Linked DNA regions of Mus musculus: region 1 is linked to region 2. Evidence: chromatin contacts called from public HiChIP or PLAC-seq data. All regions are on one chromosome and are shown on one strand. The core of a region is the stretch at or near the end of the contact, and the rest is flanking DNA. Distances in the headings are between cores, read along the strand shown.

Region 1 (4,433 bases), core at 477-2,976, 510 kb before region 2:
CATTCTCTTTTGTTCATGCTCTTCAAGATATAGAGAAGATCTCTTCCAAATGCTTCCATAGCCATGATGTTTTGTCCCGGTGTGGGAGGCCAAAGTGTTCATGGAGTGAACCCTCTGGTACTGTGAACCAAGTTAACTTCTTCTTCCCCTTAAATAATTTCTGCTGTATACTTGGTCATAGTGACATTAAAATTAACTAAGGTAGATACTGAGTAGAAACTATAATTAAGAGATCTCTAATAGTTAATATCAAATGTCATTTTAACAGAATCTCCATTAATTTCAGAGATGGGTTTCTGAGCATCTGTGTTTGATTGTTCAGCTTATGTAATTGAGGTGGGAAAGCATGTCTACTGTGGATAGCACCATTTCCTGGCTGGGACCCGAAGCTGTGTAAGTAGAGAGAGAATGAGCAACACTACACATTCGTGTGTGTGTGTGTGTGTGTGTGTGTGTGTGTGTGTGTGTGTGTGGTGTGGTGTGTGGTGTGTGGTATGTGTATGTGTGTGTGGTGTGGGGTGTGTGTGTGTGGTGTGTGTGTGACGTCACAGCTGCTTCAATCTCTTGCTGACTCCACTTCCCTTATCTTGAACTGTGTGTGAGCTAAAATAAACTTCCCTGAGTTACAGTGCTTCATCTAGATTGTTTTTGTTTTGAGCCTTTAGTTTTTAAACATAATTTTATTTTAAAAATTTAAAAATGTTCAGAAACAATGGTGATTTTGTACTTATTTTTAATTGTGTGTGTGGTGGGGGTGGAGCCTTACCTCAGCATGTATGTGGAGGGCAGAAGACACCTTGTAGCAGTTAGTTTTCTCTGTCTGTCATCCTAGGGATGGAACTTGGGTTGCTAGGGTTGGTAGCTGATGCCTTTACCCGCTGAGCCATCTTGCTGGTTCATTATATCATTATTTTAATTGTATATATTTATGAGGTACAGTGTGCTATCTAAGTGATCTGATTAAAATATGATGATTAGCATTTCCAGATCATCCTTACATTGAGTTGAAGACTTCAAATCCTTCTCATCCATTCGTGAAATTTATACTAGGCTGTGAACCATATCAACTCCACTGTGCTAGAGACACTCAGACTCGTTACTTCTAACTCTGTCTTAAATCTAACTCTATTCTTACCTTCCCTCCCAACACCCTTACCCTCCAATACTCACTGTTCTATATCCACACTGTCATTATTAGAGCATATGCCTATGAGGGAGCATGTGGTATCTATCTTTCCATGTCCAGCTTATCTGCTTCCTTCATTTCTACATAAAAAGCATGAGTTGTCCATCACCAGGCCTTGTGACATTAGGGCATTCTTTCTTTTCCAGACAGCCTACATGCTTTCTTAGAATCCTGGACTGAGGGAAGACACTTCCCAGGTGGAACAGCCTCCTGTGTGTCTTTCATAACACAGCCATGCGCAGCAAAATCCACAGAAGACTGAACAGAGCTGTAGTGCAATGTGCTCTCATCTCCCTGCAGAGAGTAAGGCTGTGGCTTTCACCAACCTCAAGGAGTCTGTGTGTCTTTGGGACACAGTTCAACAAGCAAGGCATTGCAGTTTCCTGCTACTTCCAAAGAGAAGATACTTTCTTAGTGCCTCTGGGTGTTAGGAATGGGGGATGGATGCAGACCGAGTGAGGACCTGTGACATTCTGAACAGCTACTGACAACAAGAAAGTCTTTCATTCACGTGAGCTGAATTCATAATTATGTACTCTATAGCCATTGGGCCAGTATCTTCCAGGAGCCATGTGAGGTCCCCTTTGTCAGAGGTCCTTAGAGAGAGACCCTAGGGAAGCCTAGGACTAGATGTCCTCTTTTTGTGAGACGGTCAGTAACATGTATTTTAAACTGAGAGTTCAGGAATGGGGAGGTGTTCACTGGGCAAAGAACTTGCAGAAGCACAAAGACCTTATTTCTCTTCCCAGAATCATGTACAAACTGCACATGACAGCACCAGTCTCTAACCCAAGTGCTCTTTCAGCAGGCAGGGAGACAGAGGCAGGAGAATCCCAGGAACTTGAGGACCAGCTAGTCTAGAGTACTAGCAATAAATAACAAGAGGCTTGTCTCGTGCAAGGTGGAAGGAGAGGTTCAGTGCCTTAGGTTTCCTCTACCCATGAACCCCTGCATGCCCAACTCCCCCAGACTGAAGAAATAAAAAGCAAAAGTTAAAAAAGAAGCTTATGTGCCCTACTTTTCTTGCTAAATTTTATTCAGCTGTTGTGACCCCTCTCCCCATCAAATCCTCCTGAAATACAACAAAAGAAAGATGAGATGTTCTGTTCTCACATATTTAAGCTGAAAAACAAACAAACAAACTCAAAAAGGCTTCCATGTCCACCAGATCTCTGTTGCCAAAGCTGAATTTTAAGCCAGGAGTCAGCATCTCAATGCTCACTCAGAGGATCCAAGTGGAGTCATTAAATCTTATTACAACTCCAAGTGCAGAAAGTAATTGCACACTTTTGTAAGTAGCTTAGGATTGATTAAAAATGCATAAAGGAAAGCTGCAAAAACTCTCCACAGGCTGGGGATGCTGCTCCCCAGGGGGAAACGCTGCAGCTGCTGTTCATTCTCTTAGAAACCTCTCCAGTCTTCTGGCCGGGCAGGAAGGTGAGGGCGTGCACTCCCTAGGAGAGCAGGGGAGCCTGGAGATGTTGTCTGGCTCCACAAGCCCAGACACAGGAGAATTCATTTCATCATGCTGAGCTCATCACATCGTGCTGCGGCATGGCCCTCCCCTCAGAGGCTGCATTCCTGCGCACAGCAGAGTAGCAATGGCTACCAATGTGGGTGGGGAAAAAGAAATGGAGACAAACTCTTTGGGTTCTTGGGAAGGAGATTCACCCCTGTGCATGCTGCAAACAGGGAGATTGGTGGAGGTTTGAAGGGTGAGTCTAGCAAATTTCCAGAGAGTTCCACCGCCCTGTGCCTCTCCTGCCTCCATCTCTCAGAAACTGTTCCCTACAGCGTTGTGTTAGTTCAGGCTCATAGAGAAAGAGCCAAGTATGGAGTTTATGGTGGGAGATAGAATGGTGGCAGCAGCTGTAGTGGCTCCCTGGCAGTGCAAAGGAGGCTGTGCTCAGTTACAATCAATGGCACTGCATTTTAGAGGCAGGGCACACAAACATTTCCTTCTTCCTCCCACTCACTCCTTCCTTCTCTCTTCTCCCTCTTGTCCCCTTTCCCAGCACTGAACATCTTTCTACTCTGAGCTAGTCATTTTCCTAGATTCTTTAATATAATAGGGAACAGCTTCCATTTCTGAGAAATTTCTGACCCATACCTAGTCCCCCTCCCTCCCCCTCTTTTTTTTTTTTTTTTTTTTTTTTTTTTTTTTTTTTTTTTGAGACAGGGTTTCTCTGTATAGCCCTGGCTGTCCTGGAATTCACTCTGTAGACCAGGTTGACCTCGAACTCAGAAATCCACCTGCCTCTGCCTCCCAAGTGCTGGGATTAAAGGCATGCACCACCACTGCCCAGCTAGTTTTTCCCTTTGAAAAAAATTCTCCAGTGATTTATTTTTGACCTAGGTTGTCCCCTTTCACTTATTTCTTATTTTAAAATACAGACTTGTGAATGAAATACATGTCAGAAGCCGAATGGAATTTTCTAAACAAAACACACCACGAGAGCACCTGAGGATGGACAAATGAAGCACTTCCCACACCCAAAGCTAACATCTATGCCTTTCAATCAGTATTCCTTCTAAGGAATATTATCAACTCTTTGTTTACCTTTATAAACAAAACCATAGTTTTCACAAAAAGAACTATTAAGAGATACAAGAATATTTTTGGCACTCTTTGTGAGCTTATTTTGTGTTTGGGTAGGAAAGGCTTGTTCATTTTCTCTGCTGTATGATATTTCATTCTGCAGAAGCACTCTGTGTGATTCTCATTCCTCGGCTCATTCGGAGGAATGTTGTTTCCACTTGGTTTTGACTATTCCACACAGTTTTCTACTATGACAATTTTATGCCATCTTTTTGTGAACATGCATATTTCTACCTTCCGAGCACAAGTTTAGTTCTAGACCTACTAAGTCATTGCATGTATATATTTAGTGTTAGTGCAAATAGTGAGTTTCCAGAAAATCCAAAACAGCACCAGGATGACAAAGAAGAAAAGGAGGGTCTGAAAATGGTGGCTACAATGTGGGCAACAGGAAAAATATGGTTCAGGATGTGACATCTCTGGATGTCACACTGTGAATATTGGTACACTGTGTTCACCACTTGTACGCTGTGTGTGTGTGTGTGTGTGTGTGTGTGTGTGTGTGTGTGTGTGTGTGCGCGCGCATGCGCCCTGGAGTGGGTGGGAAAGGGCGTTAGAATCCTGGAGCTGGAGTAACAGGCAGCTGTGAGCCACCCAACCTGGGTGATGGAAACTAAACTCAGACTCTCTGTAAGAACAGCAAGCTCT
Region 2 (4,374 bases), core at 508-3,007:
GGTCCTCTTCTGTGCTCCTCAGTGCTCCCCAGTGCTCCAGGATCTGCTGCTATGACTCTTCTTTTCACATCTAACCTCTGCATCACTCCACCATGGAGCGGCCTGCACAGTACATCACAGGCTCTTTTCCCTTTCCACCAAAGGAGATTTGGCTTCTGCTTCCACTGTGGGGTGATTCTCCCCACATAGGTGCTAAGCCAGGGATATGCCAGTATGCTGCTTACCAGGGGCCATTTTTGCTCTGGCACCTGCTGCCCTGATGAGGGAGTGGGGTTCTCGCAATGCTCCTTCAAGCCTCTGGACACTTTCTGAGGACACTAGGCAACAAGAGCCTAGAGCTCACCAGAACACTAGGGTTGCTCTTTACCAACCACCCCCATCCCTCCCTCTCCGCAAGGCAGCATAGAAGCCTCTTTGCCCTGCCCCTGCAGAAAGGGGAGAAACAGCAGTCTGCCTTTCACCAGTCTGAGGAGTCTAGTGTGGATGCTTCCTCATTTGGTAATACCTGAGATCAAGGCAAAGGCAAGGTTAAGCCGGTGCACTCCAGCTGCCCTCACTGCCAGCAGCAACTCTAAAAGCAAGAGAGAAAAGATGCTGGTAACTGAAATATCTGCACAAGCCCTTGTCCCACCCCATGTACATCTATTACTCTAGAGGGAGGGTAGGGAGAAATTGAATGGAATGGGTGCAGGCAGGAGAAAATGCAGGTGGGGGGAGGTGCAGGGGGGGGAGGTACAGGTGGGGGAGGTGCAAGTGGGAGGAGATGTAGGTGGGGGAGGTGCAGGTGGGGGGAGGTACAGGTGGGAGGAGATGTAGGTGGGGGAGGTGCAGGTGGGGGGAGGTACAGGTGGGGGGAGGGTTGTGCAGGAAAAGGGCAAGGACAGATGAAGAAGTGCAGGTGAAGCATCGCCTGGTGGACAGAATTGTAGTCACAGAGAACTGTGTAGCTGGGTTACAGAAGCCTCAGGCTAACTGCCCAGGAAACCCAGGAGCGCCTCTGCTCTCAGTGGGGGAGTGAGGTCATATCCTAATAGCATGATAATGCTCCCCAATACAAAGCTTGCTCTCCTTAGGAACGAAGAAGTCCTTCCACTTTAGGGTTTCGGTAACATCCATGGCTTCAACCCATCCATGTAGCCTCGGTTCCAGGACTTGCACTTTGTATCTTCATCCCAAGAAGCAGATAAAAGTCACTGACAGTCTCCCGTCTCGGGGGAGTAATCCTCTGCTGAGCCTCCCTCACAGCTGTAGGGAAATTCTGGCAGCTGAGCCACTGCAGGAGCAGCACGGTGCCTTTGGACACAGACAGGGACAGGAATGATAGTGGGGGGTGCCTGCCGGGCAGAATTCTCACCACCACTTAAATCTCTTGTACTCCTAATGCCTGATCAGTTCTCCTGATGCCAAACAACAGTGAGGAGCAGAAAAATTGCCAGGGCAGAATCCAACCCTTCTGCAAGCAATTACAGCGAGGCTGAGCTCGCTTACTTATTTTAAATTAATTCTCTTTGGACTTCAGCAATATTGTCCATGTTTGTACTGTGTTCTATTTGCCCCCCCCCTCTGGTATCTCACTTTTTATAAGTGCTGCTTCTGTGCACCATGGCTCTGACTTCAGGACAGAACCAGGTCTGTGACTTGTTTGCAGCCTCCTCGTGCTCATCTCCAGCTGTGCATGGCTCTCACCACAGGTGCTCAGGGATTTCTAAGCAGAGATGCTAGGCTGCTTCTGGTCAGTGTGGGGCTCGGATGCTTTAAGCAGCTTGCATTCTCTCAACACCCACTCCCTCCCTCCCCCCACTCCTCTGGAATCCCTCTCTGAGGCCTCTTAGATCTGTGTCATAACAAATAAACTGCAAAGGAGGCGCAGCAACTTAATGAGGAGAAGGAGAATCGTCCACTGTGGTGCAATTGTGAATTTTAATAAGACCTGGACTGGAGCATGGGTGATAAAGACGATCGTAGCCACAGTAAGAAAGTGGCCAGGCTCACCGCAGTTTAGCAGGTTAGGAAGGGTCTCCTTTGTGTTATCTAAAATCATTGGGCCTCAGTAACATTCATCATCTGTTTCCCTTTAGCTGAGCTTTCTGGGGTTTGGGAGATGAAATGAATATCCAGATGGAAATGCAAGGTAGACCTTCCAGAGCCCCCCACCCCACCCACCGCTGCCACAATGCTACCAGTGTGTGTCACTGTATCTAGGACTTGATAGGGAAATTATGGTAGGAAGTAATAAAGGATATCCTAAGGGAGTCCTTTCTTGCTTTGTGTCCCCCTTTTCTCTCTGTTCAGAGCCCCAGCCCTTTAGAGGCCTTGGGAGAGAATACAGAAACAAGATGTAAAATCACAGGCTAGTCTAGAATCTTGAATGGTTGCTATGTTGCAGTCAAGGCAGGGCTTGGTGACCTGTGCTCATCTGAGAGCCCAGTGCTCAGAAACTACCCATGCTGGCTCTACACACAGCACTATCTTATCATTTCCTTATAATTTTCAAGGGACAGCCCCATGTTTGCACTTTGTGTCTGTCTGCATCTGCTGCTTGTAGCTGCCACATGAAGTAAACCTCAGGAGAGACGCCAGTCTCATCCTATTTTGCAACCAGAACAGACTGTTCAGTGGTTTGTTTGTTTTTTGTTGGTTTTTTTTTTTTTTTGAGATTTCATATATGTTTTAATCATACTTACCCTTCATCCATTTTTGATACACATAAGGAAAATAATAAAGAAGTCAGTTCCATCCCCCCTTCCTTCCTCATCACTATAAAAAAAGAAAGGCCATATTTGCACACATATATGCATGACAGAACATATCTGCATGCGTGCATGTGTATCTGTGTATAAAACAAACCAAAGCTAGGGACCCAAGCTTGATTCCTTCCTTGAAGACTTAACTTCCCCACTGTGTGCACGTATGTGTACACGTGTATATGTGTGCATGCACTTTCATGAGCAGGTGCATTCATGAATGCAAATGAATATGTCCCACAATGACTTGTAGGGGTCAGAGGGTGGCCTCAGGTGTTATCCCACACATCCTACCTTGTATGAGGCAGGGTATCTGTTATTCACCAGTGTACATGCCAGGCTGGCTGGCTGGCCCAGGAGTTTCTGGTGATCCCCCTGCCTCTGCCTCCCATCTTACCATAGGAGTGCTGAGATTACAGGTGCATGCTACCACATCTGGCTTTTATGTTAGCCTTGGTGATACGTATAAAGTCCTCATGTTTGCATAGCAAGGCCTTTAACCCACTGAGCCACCTCCCTGGACCAATTATTTTGTTGAAAATAAAACCACTTAGTAATATTCTTTTTCTCTCTGTGCTGCTCACTTGCTTTAATCCTATGCCATAAAAGATGACCAGACTTCTGCAGGAAGATCTCTCTAAGGTCAGCAAGAACAAATAAGAACACTTTCTGTAGAGCTCCAGACATCAGCTGGAATGAAAAGTTCAGGTTAGCTTGTGGAACACTGAGCTAGGAAACCCTGAACATTGAAAGTTCCAGCCCTAACAGTTAATTCTGGTGCTCTATGAAGATAGGGTAATAAGGGCTCACCTTCCGTGATACAAGTCAGGGAGAAAGGGACATAGTGGGGAGAATGGAGCCCAAAGTAAAAAGAAGCAGTGGGGAGGGACTCGTGGGACTATGCTCGGCAGATGGGATATGGTTCAGTACCAGCATCCTCCACTCTTGGCAGTGTCAGACAAAGGGCTCTCTATTTCCATTCACTATGCCTTCTGTGGAAAGCTTAGTGAGTTCTTTCTGTATCAAGGGTATTTTGGAGTTTCCTCTAGAATTCTAAATGAGAATAAACTATTACTCCCACAGAACACCTGCCTGCCTGAAAATTGAGCCTCCTCACGTAGGAAATGAATTTCATTTCTCTCCCTACACCCCGCCCCCAAATTATTTGTCCCTTAAAAACCTAGATGATGTCTCTTGGTTTAGTGTTGCCGAGATAACAAACTCATATTTTAGAAAGTTTATCTCCAAAAACCAGAACCCAGGAAAAAACCTGCTCCTCCTCTCAGCAATGGTCAGCTGCCTGTCCTTGTCCTTTCTACCCATTCTGGGAAATGTATGTAGCCCAGTATTCTATTTCCAGGGTGTCCTGCCTTTTCCTCACTTGGAAAAAAAGTGGGGAAAGGGAACCTACTAATTCCTTCTCTTTTACAAGACCAACAAATAACCTTTCAGCATCAGGGAATTTAGAATCTGACATCCTGAAATGGTGCAGTCTTCTCAGCTGAAAGCCCTTTGAGACAGACTTTGCAGGGCTGGTGAGGAGCCACAGAAATCCATTATAATTGCCTGATTCTGCACTGACACATGACGGTTCTCTGTCTCTGAAGTCATTCATGGAGAGGGTTTAAAA

What was found. HiChIP or PLAC-seq counts read pairs in DNA pulled down with a chosen protein or histone mark.
Region 1: an H3K27ac HiChIP or PLAC-seq map of oligodendrocyte precursor cells shows a contact between it and region 2, with 5 times the contacts expected there. The contact joins two enhancer-like sites. A contact is called at or near these places in 3 of 115 datasets of contacts at active chromatin or transcription factors (embryonic basal ganglia, oligodendrocyte precursor cells and stem cell-derived neural progenitor cells).

Annotation. Positions count from the first base shown.
Region 1 is chr16:97,261,939-97,266,371 of GRCm38.p6, reverse strand. No RefSeq gene overlaps it. Among named protein-coding and RNA genes, the nearest start is that of Bace2, 93 kb to the left of the region's middle. Within about 2 kb of position 1,726, at least 14 of the 459 cell types and tissues checked have an H3K27ac peak or open chromatin away from gene starts, as enhancers often do. A contact at or near this core is called in oligodendrocyte precursor cells, where this site is marked.
Region 2 is chr16:96,754,659-96,759,032 of GRCm38.p6, reverse strand. All of the region lies in intron 11 of Dscam (DS cell adhesion molecule), which reads left to right. The region is part of intron 2 of Gm32509 (a long non-coding RNA gene); the gene reads right to left. Among named protein-coding and RNA genes, the nearest start is that of Gm32509, 38 kb to the right of the region's middle. Within about 2 kb of position 1,757, at least 30 of the 459 cell types and tissues checked have an H3K27ac peak or open chromatin away from gene starts, as enhancers often do. A contact at or near this core is called in oligodendrocyte precursor cells, where this site is marked.